Regions from separate parts of the Mus musculus genome. Here regions 1, 2 and 3 are each linked to region 4. The links are chromatin contacts, called in public Hi-C and capture Hi-C maps. All regions are on one chromosome and are shown on one strand. The core of a region is the stretch at or near the end of the contact, and the rest is flanking DNA. Distances in the headings are between cores, read along the strand shown.

Evidence for each region. A called contact is a pair of places that touch in the nucleus more often than the background predicts. Capture Hi-C pulls out chosen DNA fragments and counts their contacts.
Region 1: a Hi-C map of rod photoreceptor shows a contact between it and region 4, with 2.6 times the contacts expected there. The contact joins the enhancer-like site here to the promoter of Ago2 in region 4. A contact is called at or near these places in 2 of 39 promoter capture datasets (hippocampal neurons and stem cell-derived epiblast-like cells), 1 of 484 Hi-C or Micro-C datasets (rod photoreceptor) and 3 of 115 datasets of contacts at active chromatin or transcription factors (the NIH/3T3 cell line, embryonic hindbrain and large pre-B cells).
Region 2: a contact with region 4 is called in a capture Hi-C map of embryonic stem cells, with 4 times the contacts expected there. The contact joins the promoter of Col22a1 here to the promoter of Ago2 in region 4. A contact is called at or near these places in 3 of 39 promoter capture datasets (embryonic stem cells, hippocampal neurons and stem cell-derived epiblast-like cells), 1 of 15 datasets of contacts at CTCF or cohesin (large pre-B cells), 1 of 484 Hi-C or Micro-C datasets (cerebellar granule neurons), 6 of 115 datasets of contacts at active chromatin or transcription factors (T-cell acute lymphoblastic leukemia, astrocytes, embryonic forebrain and 3 more) and 1 of 9 other capture datasets (embryonic stem cells).
Region 3: a Hi-C map of the N1E-115 cell line shows a contact between it and region 4, with 14 times the contacts expected there. The contact joins the enhancer-like site here to the promoter of Ago2 in region 4. A contact is called at or near these places in 9 of 39 promoter capture datasets (the 3T3-L1 cell line, 3T3-L1-derived adipocytes, the C10 cell line and 5 more), 2 of 15 datasets of contacts at CTCF or cohesin (large pre-B cells and stem cell-derived epiblast-like cells), 3 of 484 Hi-C or Micro-C datasets (the N1E-115 cell line, cerebellar granule neurons and cerebellum) and 7 of 115 datasets of contacts at active chromatin or transcription factors (T-cell acute lymphoblastic leukemia, astrocytes, embryonic hindbrain and 4 more).

The regions. Positions count from the first base shown.
Region 1 is chr15:72,132,990-72,135,689 of GRCm38.p6, forward strand. It overlaps a transcript of Col22a1 not described here. Among named protein-coding and RNA genes, the nearest start is that of Col22a1, 100 kb to the left of the region's middle. Within about 2 kb of position 1,417, at least 2 of the 459 cell types and tissues checked have an H3K27ac peak or open chromatin away from gene starts, as enhancers often do. A contact at or near this core is called in rod photoreceptor, where this site is marked.
Region 2 is chr15:72,032,782-72,035,481 of GRCm38.p6, forward strand. Col22a1 (collagen, type XXII, alpha 1) reads right to left here and starts at 1,446. Exons shown (of 64, transcript NM_027174.1): 1 at 1,052-1,446.
Region 3 is chr15:72,049,537-72,052,236 of GRCm38.p6, forward strand. It overlaps a transcript of Col22a1 not described here. Among named protein-coding and RNA genes, the nearest start is that of Col22a1, 17 kb to the left of the region's middle. Within about 2 kb of position 1,300, at least 10 of the 459 cell types and tissues checked have an H3K27ac peak or open chromatin away from gene starts, as enhancers often do. A contact at or near this core is called in the N1E-115 cell line, where this site is marked.
Region 4 is chr15:73,183,550-73,186,249 of GRCm38.p6, forward strand. It overlaps Ago2 (argonaute RISC catalytic subunit 2), which reads right to left and starts at 1,398. Exons shown (of 19, transcript NM_153178.4): 1 at 1,212-1,398. The coding sequence starts at 1,233.

The sequences.
Region 1 (2,700 bases), core at 167-2,666, 1.1 Mb before region 4:
AGCCAAGTATGCTAAGTCTCTGTCTGACACAGGACAGTACAGACCTGACTCCCGGACTCAGGAACAGGATCCAAGAGGATGAGAAATTGTTCACATCTGTGTTAGTTACTTTTCTAGTAATGTGATAAAACACCATGGTCACGACAACTTAAGAAGGAAGAGTTGATTTGACCTATAGTTCCAGAGGGATACGAGTTTATCCTATGGTGGAAGAACAGTACCCAACATGGATGGAAGTAGGAGAAGGAAGCTGAGAGATCATATCTTCAAATGCAAACAGGAAGTTAAGGAGCAACATGAAAGTGGTGCAGGCCATTAATTCCAAAGCTCAACCCATAGTGATGTACTTCCTCCCGCAAGGATATACCATTAGCCTTTGGAAAGACAAGAGGTGGATGCAGCTACATCTCACTCTGGGGTACCTATTTAAATACAAGAAGTGGGTGTGATGGTTAATGTTGATTTTCAACTTGATAGGATTTATAATCACCATGGAACCAAACCTTTGGGCATGTCAGTGAGGTATTATCAAGATTAGGTTAATGGGTGTGAAATAAACCATACTAAATGTAGTAGGTATCATTCCATGGGCTAGATACCTAGAAGAAAACTATCTGGGCACATGCATTCTCCACTCTTTGCTAAGCTCTTCACTGGGCATGCGATGTGCCTAGCTGCCTCCTGCTGCTATTCTCTTCCCACCAATGGTGGGCAATTACTTTGGAAATGTAAGCCAAAATAACTCTTCCTGCCTTGAGGTGTTTTTGACAGGTGTTCTGTTTCAGCAACTAAACAGGTAACTACTAGAAGCATCCATACTCCTTTAAACACCAACATTGTATGAGTCTGTAAGTACAATCAATCAGCATGCAAAAGAATACACAATAATTAATAGAAATTTTATCTAGTCGAGAATCTTCCTAAGGCTGAGGGTATATGAGGAGGAGACAATGTCGTGTTCTTAAATATACCTTCTTTTTTTCAATCTGAAATTTATTTGAACAAGTAAAAAAAAATGGATATTTTGAACCAGGAGGTCAATTATGCTAGAAAGAATGCACACTTTTATACTTTAACCAAACATTAGAGTTAACAGTTGGCATTACTGATTATTTAAAGGGGATTTTACCTGGTTGTCTGAGTGTTCCTACCTGCCCTTAATGCTCCCTAACACACAGCAAAACAAGGGGTGAGGCAACATCAAAGCTTCCTTCTTTCTTTTCATATACTTCAGTTGTTTAACATCAAAAGGAAAATGTTCTGATGTGCAAGCCCAGAGTTTGCACCATCCCCACTTGTAGACGAGACTTGGGAAAGTTCATTTCCTTTCTTCAGTCTGGGTTTCACTGCTCAGAAAATGAGGAGCTTGAATCGGATGCGTAGTTTCAGCTTAGCCTCCTACCACCTCGGCCATCCATTGCCGGGGTGAGTCACCTCATCTTAATCAGCTTATCGTGTCTGAGAATGATGGAAAGTACCACTCGAGGATGACCTCAAATAACATTTTATGAAAGCACAAAGAGCAATATTGTCCCTAGTAGAACCTCAGCACAGAGTCCTGGGAGCACAGGGACTCTGGTTTAATAAAACCATTGCTTCTTGCACGGCTTCATTTTGGATTGACACTTTATCCTAGACAACATAGGATAGTTTTTGTATGTGTGGACAGCAGATAGGAAGGTGTTTTGGAGACAGAAAATGTGGGAACTACATCTTCTTAAATTTAATAAATCTTGCTTAAATTTTAGTTCATTCTAATACCAATCATTCCTTCTATCTGAATGTGGACTCAAGTTCAAAAATTAGATATTAAGAGTTTAAAGGTCATTGATGTATTCATATTACACCTTGGTGCGAGGAAAAAATGAACCCACTATGTGGTGGCATAAATGTGATAGAGGTAACACATGAGGAAAGAGAGACTCAAGATATTTATACATTGTGATGCTACATTTTAAACACCAGCAAAGGAACACATGTCATGTCTGCTTTCTTTCAATAACCAAGTTCTGATTAAGCACAATCTTCCAATAATGCAAAGCCATACTTTCCTGGTGGCTCCCTAAATAGATGGTAAAGGTTGACTTTCAGATTATTAAATTTGTGTGACATAATATAATGACTAGAAAACCAGAGATGGAAAATGTGTCCCTCTCTACCAGATGAGCCCAGCTATTTTTTCCCTAGTTCAGTCTCAGAAGCATCTTATGTTTCCATTCTCATCTTTACTGCCCTATTAATTGACAATCATTCCTGGAAGGGGATTTGAGTGACTTTTATGGGGCAATTGTGAGTCTACCATTCTCTTATTGTTCTTCAGTTCCCACCATGAGATCATTTCCTGCAGCTGTCAGTAAATACATTGAATCTAATCTGGATGGTAGCCTCAGGATTTCCTACAGTTTCCTCTGATTAGCAAAGCGAAGCACTGCTGGTCCCTGTTCTGGGCAGGAGCATCAGAAGTGGAAGGAGAAAGGTGACAGCATAGTGGACAGAGAGCTAGCTTAGGACAAAGAAGGCAGCATTAACACAATTCCATGCTAACAAGGAACTCCATGGACTCCATCTCTTACATGTTGATGGTCTTCAGGAATTAATACACAATGACATATGCTCAAAAGCAATTCTCTATGTCACTTCTCTTCATTTGTAATTCACGCAAAGACCTCAGGACTTCCTCAAATTAGAAGAATAAAATCT
Region 2 (2,700 bases), core at 196-2,695, 1.2 Mb before region 4:
CAGGACCAGTGTTGAGGAAAAGCTCCAGGAGATAGAAACAAGCTAAGATATCAAATGCCTGGCCACTTCCCTTGTTAAGGAATCAATCACTCCTAGTACCTTCTCTTGGCACGTTAAGAAATGGAAGCCCTCTGGGTACAACCCTTAGCTGAGGGCATCCACCATAAGGAAACTGTATAAAAGAAAGAGTATAAGTCAGAGCTGAGCCCACACATAGCTGATCACTAACCTCCAAGTAGCTTCTGTCTCTAACAGATCAGAACCCTGCAGAAGAACTTCCTAGGGTAAGGTGGACTAATCCAAAAGGGATCTTTGGTTTTCTAGCCTTTCCCCAGACGCATGTCAGTAAGAGGAGCCAGAATGACCCATGTAGACAAAGAAGTGCCAACACAGAGCAAAGTGTCTGAAGGATGGTGATAGTGATGTCTGGGGACATCCCACATGCCAGAGAAGCACGTCTGCCTGTTACCGCCGAGTCTGTCTACACACAAACCAATCCAAGTTAAACTTCATTGAAGGAGACATGAAACCCTGGTCTGCTATAGAGCATGATATTCAGAAGCAAACAGACTAAGGTACCTCTCTGGTCTCAGGGATGGACAACAGCATGCTCAAATAGGAACAACAAAAAAAAAAAAAACCTAAATTCAGAGCAAGAAGGCAAAGCCCCTTGCCCATCAATACCAAATCAAAAAGAGGCTCTTCTTCCTACCTCCATTCCCCCATGGTCCTTTTCACCCCACCAGAGGCTGGCACATCCCAAACAGCTCTAAAAACCAACTCCAGTGGGCTCTGATGATGGCTACTGTGTCACAGTGCTCTCTGCCTTCTTGGACAGCTCCTAAGAAGCAATCAGGTACATACTAGAGATTTCATTTCCCCTGAGGCTAAAGAAAAGTTTGTTTTCCTTCATATCAGAGGCTCCCCAAAGGTCTTCAACAGGAAGCTGGCCAGGGATGCCAGGAGCACTATAGCTAGCTCTCATGCTCCCTCGTTCCTCACTGGAACCTCTGACCCTCCAACACAGGCAGCTGAGAAAACTGGGCCTTACCTGCTAGGATGATGTTCAAGGGATCCAGCCTGGGCTTGTGTCCTGGGATCAGAACTACTGGAAGCAGGGTTCAGGGAAGATCCCAGTCTCAGGCAGTCCCCTTCTGGGATTCCCCTGTAGCATACAGACACCCTGCCTGCCACTGAAAGAAGTCCTAAAATGTGGGAGTCTTCCCCTAGACCATGGGTCCAGAAACAGAGCTAGCTTTCAAGGCAGCAGTTGGAGGGAAAAGCTGAAAGTTACAGAGAAGAATGGCAAGTGTGTGAGAGAGGGCAAAGCAGAAAAGGGCCAAGCGGGTCCTCAGGGAGAAGCCACAGCCCTCTCCAGCCTGTGCTGTCCAGGAACAAAGCTGCCCTAGGCCTCCCCAGGGGCTCACTGGCCGGTCTCTGGGTTTCCCCGGCTAAGAGCTCCCGGCACAGGGGAGGAGCCGGGAGTGGGCGGGGTCGTGAACACGGGCTGGGGCGGGGCTAGAGGGGGAGGGCTCAGCCTTAGTCCCTTTGGGTGTCTAGAGGGCGGGGCCTAGGCTGATGGAGATCCGTGACCCTAGAGGATACACTCTGAAGGAGGTCAGGGCCACGACAGAGAAGGGGAGGAGGCAGGCGGCTGTGCAAATAAAGGTTTTGATGTGCTAGAGTCAGAGAGGCCTTGAGAAGCCCAGGAAAGCTTGAACAACTATCCAGTTAAGGACTTCACACTAGATATTTTGGTCCCTTTACAGAGAGCTCTGAAATAACCCACCGAGTTTAGAGGCAGCTGTTTGGGACCAGTTTGGAAAGTTTGTAGCACAGGGTTGGGGGAGGGGGCGTGTGTGCACAGTGCCCCTTGTCCAGTCCTCACACTTCTTGCTGAAACAGAAACATAAATACACTTAGCAGTGCCAGGGACTCTTTGCACGGGTAGCCAGCCCTCTTTAGGAAACTCTCACTGGAGCCTTGGGATAACCAAGGGCTATGACTCTGTTGTCCATCTCGGAGGAGAGAAAGAGCTTTGATCATCCACCAGTCCAGTGTCTCCATCAAGGCAGGGAGGGAGTCCAGGTAGGATTGCTGAGGTCACCAAGGGAAGAGCAGGAGCAGGTGCTGGCCCCGGATGAATGCCCTTCGACTTTTTCTTTCTGAGCACTGTTCCTAAAAATGGGCCAGGCAGGGTATTTTGAAATGGGCAAGATGAGAACATTGCTTAATTGGCAAAGTCCCTCCCACCCTACACTCAATCAGTCTCCTAAGCTGCAGACTGTCTTTATTTGGCTGCCTGTGTAGCAACATTTATAAACAGACACAACCAGGCTCCTCTGTGACCAAGGGACTCACAACAGCGCTCCACACCCTTTCCTTTTTCTGCTGTATGTTTCATCTACCCCTGTGGCAGTGTTAGGTGCTGGCTAAGTGGACCAGAGTCTGGGACAGAGTTGACAAGGTGACTAACTCTGTAGGCTTACTCACAACCTGGGGGATGGGGGAGGGGGGGGATGAGAATGACATAAGCCACTGTGTCTCCCATCCAGGTGGAAAGGGACAATGATAACCAGGTCAGAGATGTGTTGGGGCTTGTCCTGCTTTAGATATGGTAGTGAAGGGTAGACAAACTAGGAAAGTCTGTTGGGCAGCTGGGACAGCCAGCGCAAAAGTCCACCGAAAACGGACTTGGCA
Region 3 (2,700 bases), core at 50-2,549, 1.1 Mb before region 4:
CTTCAGTTGTTCTTCCTGCTTTACAACCCTGGGGAGGAAGGGACTTTGCAAATCTGGTTTCAGGAACATCCTGAGGCTTGTGGGTTGTTTGATGTCTGGGTTTTAATGAGCCTCCCTTCAGAACTTTCTAGGCTTAATGAACTTCATTCCATGACAGAATGTTTCCATTTGAAGCAAAGTGCTCTACCACCATGATACTAGGAGGAGAGGGCCCATGTTGAGTGATGGAACAGTCAAGAGAAAGCCAGGTACCCCAGTACAGAGACTTGGAGGATCTAACAACTGGAGGTATATTGCTCTTATCTGAGGGCCCACTAGGCTACTGTGATGGTTTAAATAAGAATGACCCCCTGTAAACTCATATACTTAAATGTGTAATCACCAAGGTGTGAAGCTCTTTGAAAGGGTTATATGGATTAGGAAGTGTGGCCCTGTTGGAGTAAGTATCATTTTGTTGGAGGAAGTATGTCACTAGGGAAGTGGGTGTGCTTTGAGATTTTAAAAGCCCATGCCAGGCCCAGCACCTTTCTCTTCCTGCTGCCTGAAGATTAGGATGTAGAACTCTCAACTATTTCTCCAGTTCTACATTTGTCTGTGTGCTTTCTGCCATGACAATAATGTACTAACTTTTATAAGGAAGCCCCTAATTGAATTCTTTCTTTTTTATAAGAGTTACCTTGGTCATTGGTCATGGTGTCTCTTCACAGCAGTGACTAAGGTAGCCTTCTCTGGTTTCCTATAGATAGATGTCAATCTCAGACCAGCCCAAGCCCTAAGAGGGGTCACATTCCATGGATTGCCACAAAGGGCCAGACCAGTACAGAGAGGGGTGAAAGATCTTTTCTAGAGTCCCGTCCAGACCAGGGCTGCATATGTATGGCTCTGTCGGGATGATTCCTGGTGGGAGAGCGCCCCCTGGTGCCAGTAGGAGTAATGGTTCCTGACTAGAGCTGTGACCTCTTCCAGGGTTGTGATCTCAGATTTCTTCTACTGTGTGATCATGCCTGTGGTGTCTGCAAAGCAGTGATTTCCCCGGGGGGTGGGGGTGGGGGGCGGCTGGGGGAAAGAGGGGAAGGGACAGTTCCAAATAGCAGAGGAAGGGAGGTTAAACACTTTAAGATCCGGTGTCCTCTCACCCAGGGCCTTTTCTAGAAGCCCCTTTTGTCTCACCCCCTCCAGTTGCCCTTTGGAGGTCTGGGTCTCTGGGAGTAGTATTCAGGCTCAGGATGTGTCCCGGGTCTGCATGAGCCACAGTCAGTGGACTCTCTCAATCTTGTTCACACATACAGCAAAGTGCTTCTCACAATGGACACATTTCCAAATACGAGGCAGTTGGTGAATGGCTGCCCCTAGGAGTTGCCAGCATTTGCTTTCTGCACATTTCCACCACCCTGCCTTGCTTATTACGGCCCTAATTACTCTGTATGCCTGCATCTGCCTGCCCCTTTACAGACCAGAGGGAGCCATTCCCAGGCATAACCGCCAGCTGTAACCACCACCCAACCACAGCTCACTCGACATGATACCAGCTTAATGATCCGTGTATGGCCACTTTCAGGCTATGCCCACCAGGGGTTTATGAAGCTTACACAACAGCTAAACCAGCCAATGAATTTCTTCCCTTCATGGACCCCTCAGGGTCTCAGCAATAGGCTACTTTAATACAGACATCTAAGGGACATTTGCATGGGGTATACCAGAGAGGAAAGGTTTGGTTGCACTTCTGACTTTGGATAATTAATTCTATAGTCCATTCTGCTGGGCTCAGAGATGTGTGGTCAAATATTATTCTGGAAACTTCTCTGAGGAGCTTTCAAAGGGCATCATCATTTAAGCCCATTGATGTTGAGAAACACACACTGTTCTCTCTCTCTCAAACAAGCTGACTCATCCAGTCGAAGTCTGAATGAAGCAACAGACCGGCCTTCCCTAAGCAGATGATACTTCAGTCTGATGGCCTGTGGGACTTGAACATTCGCTTCTTCAAAGTTTCTAGCGCGCACACACACACACACACACACACACACACACAAACACACACAGGCCCAATGAGGCTGAGAATGTTTTGATCACCCTGACCTTCACATGCCATCAGGGAGTCCTTGGGCTCCCTCTGCTGGACAGAAGGAAAATCTTCACTTGTTTTCTGATCTTGGCCTGCCAGGTACCAGGGCCACTTGCCTGCCCTTCTACCATATTTGAACCTTCTTCAGTGCATCTGCCTCTGGAGTCTCTTGTATGAGCTATGCAGGCATGAGAAGAGAGAATGTCTCTGGATTCTTCATCTCTGGAGCTGAGAGAACAGAGACCTGAGATGCAGAAAGGTAGAAGAAGGAATCGGGGCCTACAAGGCAATCTTGTTCCATTTATCACATTCTGCAGTGGTTCCCAGGAAGTGACACAAGGACCAGGTAGAGGATGCATTGAAGGCCAAGAAGAGCCCAAAGTCCTGAATCCCATGCCAGGCATACCCTTTCTGTTGCTTAGATTGGGGTCACCTCCCACCTGAGCTTCTATTTTCTGTTTGTCAGTAGTCTTATATCTCCCCTATGGTATGTGCACAATCTTGTCTCCATGATGCCTGCTGTAGGTGAAAAGGATGCTAAGGTCAATCCTCCCAGTGTAGTGACTCACAGTGCTACTGTGGCATGGCCTTCTGATGTACCCAGTAGCTCTGCATGAGCCCTCAGTGTCCACTAT
Region 4 (2,700 bases), core at 148-2,647:
CGGATGTTAAACCTCTCTGAGCCTCCACTGTCCAGCGTCTTCAAGAAAGACCCACTGTGGCAAGCTGAAGGGATCAATCAACACGCGAAATTGACGAAAGCCTGGCCTCGTCCCCGAGGAAGTCACTAGAAATTGACACATTGGGAAAACGTACAAATTTGGAGCTAAGATTTGCTGGGTTCCTCCACAGCGCTGAGCTGGGGGGTGGGGGTGGGGGGGGGGTTCCCAATCTGGCAGGAGGCTGCCGCTGGCCATTTCGCAGGGACCTCCAGGCCCCAACATCTGTCCCTAGGACCCGGGCACCTCCCAAGCGCAAGGTTAAAAGGGTCTTCAAATCGTTGGGAAGCCTTTTAACGCATTTACAAGTTGGTCAGTGGGCATTCGAGGAGCCCTGTGACATCAGGAGCGGAGGCGCACTAGGCTCCGGAGCAGGCACCATAGGGAACCCGGGAGGATCTGGGAGGCTTCCAGACCCCACAGTGAAGAAGTCTGGGGAGGCCCCAGGGCCGAACCACTAGGTCAGGTGGGCAGCAGGGAGGGCCCGCGGGCGCCAAGTACAGCCTGGCGGACAAAGGGGTGCAGGCTGAGCCCGAGCAAGCGGCGGGGCAGCCGGGAAATGGAGCCACGTGCCTGGCGGGAGAAGGCGAAAAAGCCTCCCCAACACTTGTTTTCTCAACCCCGCGAGTAAACCGCCCTCCGCTCGGCTCCAGGAGCGGGGTGGGGAAATGCGTCCGTGTTTTTAAGTTTTCTGGAACTTTTCCAGAGAAACGGGCACGCTGGTGGGAAAGGGGTGCCACGGCGGCCACCCGCTCCGCTAGGAAATCGCAGGGCGATTAGCACTTGAATGGGGAGGGCGGCTGCCCGGCGTGAAACTGCGTCCAAGCGACCGATCGCGGTCCCGGGGCCCCGTGGTTCGGTTCCCGACCCGTCCAGCTCCCCGCCCCAGGCCCGCCGTGCTGGGCCCCACAGCTATGCGCTCGGGAACGGCGGGAGGAGCGCTGCGGGAGGACGGAGACCCGTTGCAGGCCGAGCCTGGGCCCCCGCACACGTCCCGGTGGCGCTGCTCGGGTGCACTGGGCCTCCCGGCCCCGAGGCCCTGCCCGGCCGCCCCGAGGCTACGCCGCGGCCCCACAGGCCCCGCCGCCCTCGCCTGCCCCGCCCGCCAACCGCCAACCGCCGCGGCACGAGTGCCGGGCGCCGCGCGGACTCACCGGGGCCGGCTCCCGAGTACATGGTGGCGTTGCCGAGGGCCGCGGCCGAGGGCCGGCCGCGCGCTCCACGGGCCCCGACGCCGCGAGCCGCGAGGAGCCGCCGGCCGCTCGATCCGCCCCGGCGCGGCCGCCTCGCAGAACAGGTTTACCCGACGCGGCCGGGGCGGCGGGCGGAGGCGGCGGGAGCGGAGGGGGAGGGGAGCGGGAGGAGGGAGGGGAGGAGGAGGGGCGAGAGGGACGACGAGGGAGGGGACGGCGGGGAGGGAGGGAAGGAGGGGACAGCGGGGAGGGAGGAGGCGGGGAGGAGGGAAGGTGGCAGGGAGAGAGGGGGGCAGGGGAGGAGGCTGGAGGCGGCGCGCGCCGGCGGGATGGGGGGGGGGGGACTCGCTGTGGCGGCCCCCCGCGTGCTTGCCCTGAATGAGGGACCCCAGAAGCGACCCAGGGCACGCGAGCCGAGACCTTCCCTGCGGCCGAGCGAGGCGACGTCTGGTTTCCGGGCGCGGCCAGCCCGGCACTGCGACCAGAGTCGGAGTCCTCCCGCGCCGAGTGGCAGAGCCTCGGCCGCGTCCCGCCACGCACCCGCCCCTGCACCTCGGCCTGGCTCTTTAAGTTATTAACGAAACGGCGACGGGAAGCTAGCTCCCCACCCAGAGCTTGAACTTGGACGCGGCCAGACCCGTGCGCGTGACCACACCGCCACCTCCCGGCGCGACTCCACAACCTAGATAATCCTAGCAAAGCACCAAGGAAGCCCAGCAAGTTCAGGATTAAATTTTATCAGCTGTCAGGGAGCAGATCTGGTCGGGGCTTCCCGCTTTCTGGCCTCCGAGCCCCCAAGTTCTGCTCTGAGGCCTGCTAGACCAGCATGCTCTGTGCACGTATGTCCCTTCTTCACTTGTTGCTGGCGTGTGCTCCTAGTCCTGTCCAGCTGCCTCTGGAACCTTTCTATAGAAGAGGCGGGTGTGTCAGCTCCTGCCTCGCCCTGCAGGCTTTGCAATGTCTTCAAAGCCCATACTGAGAACCCAGGCCAAAGACAAACAGGGTCCTACTGCAGGGACCCCAGGATCGGGGTAGGCTCCATATTCTGTGTAGTGCTCAAAGATAGTCCCAGGAACAAGAAAAGCAGCTCTCCTTCCAATAAAGGAGGAGGAGGAGGAAACTAGACACAGCATTGCAGGGCTGCCATTCCAGCTAGCCAGAAGTCGAGGGAGGCGGATGGCAACCGTAAATCTAGTCTAGGATACATAGAAGAAAGACTTGCCCCCACCCCTCTCCCAAGTGATTGACACAAATGGGTAATCAATCATACCTAGCCCTTGCGGTACCAATACTTTGGTACTTTAGGGATGGAGACAGGATTTGCTGAACTCAGGAGTCATCTTGGCTCAGAACCAGTCAGGGTAACACAGAACTAATGGGGATGCGGTGAGGTGGGGGGGGGGGGGAGGTGGTGTTCGGCGGGAGGCGGTGTTAGACTTCACTCAGCAGT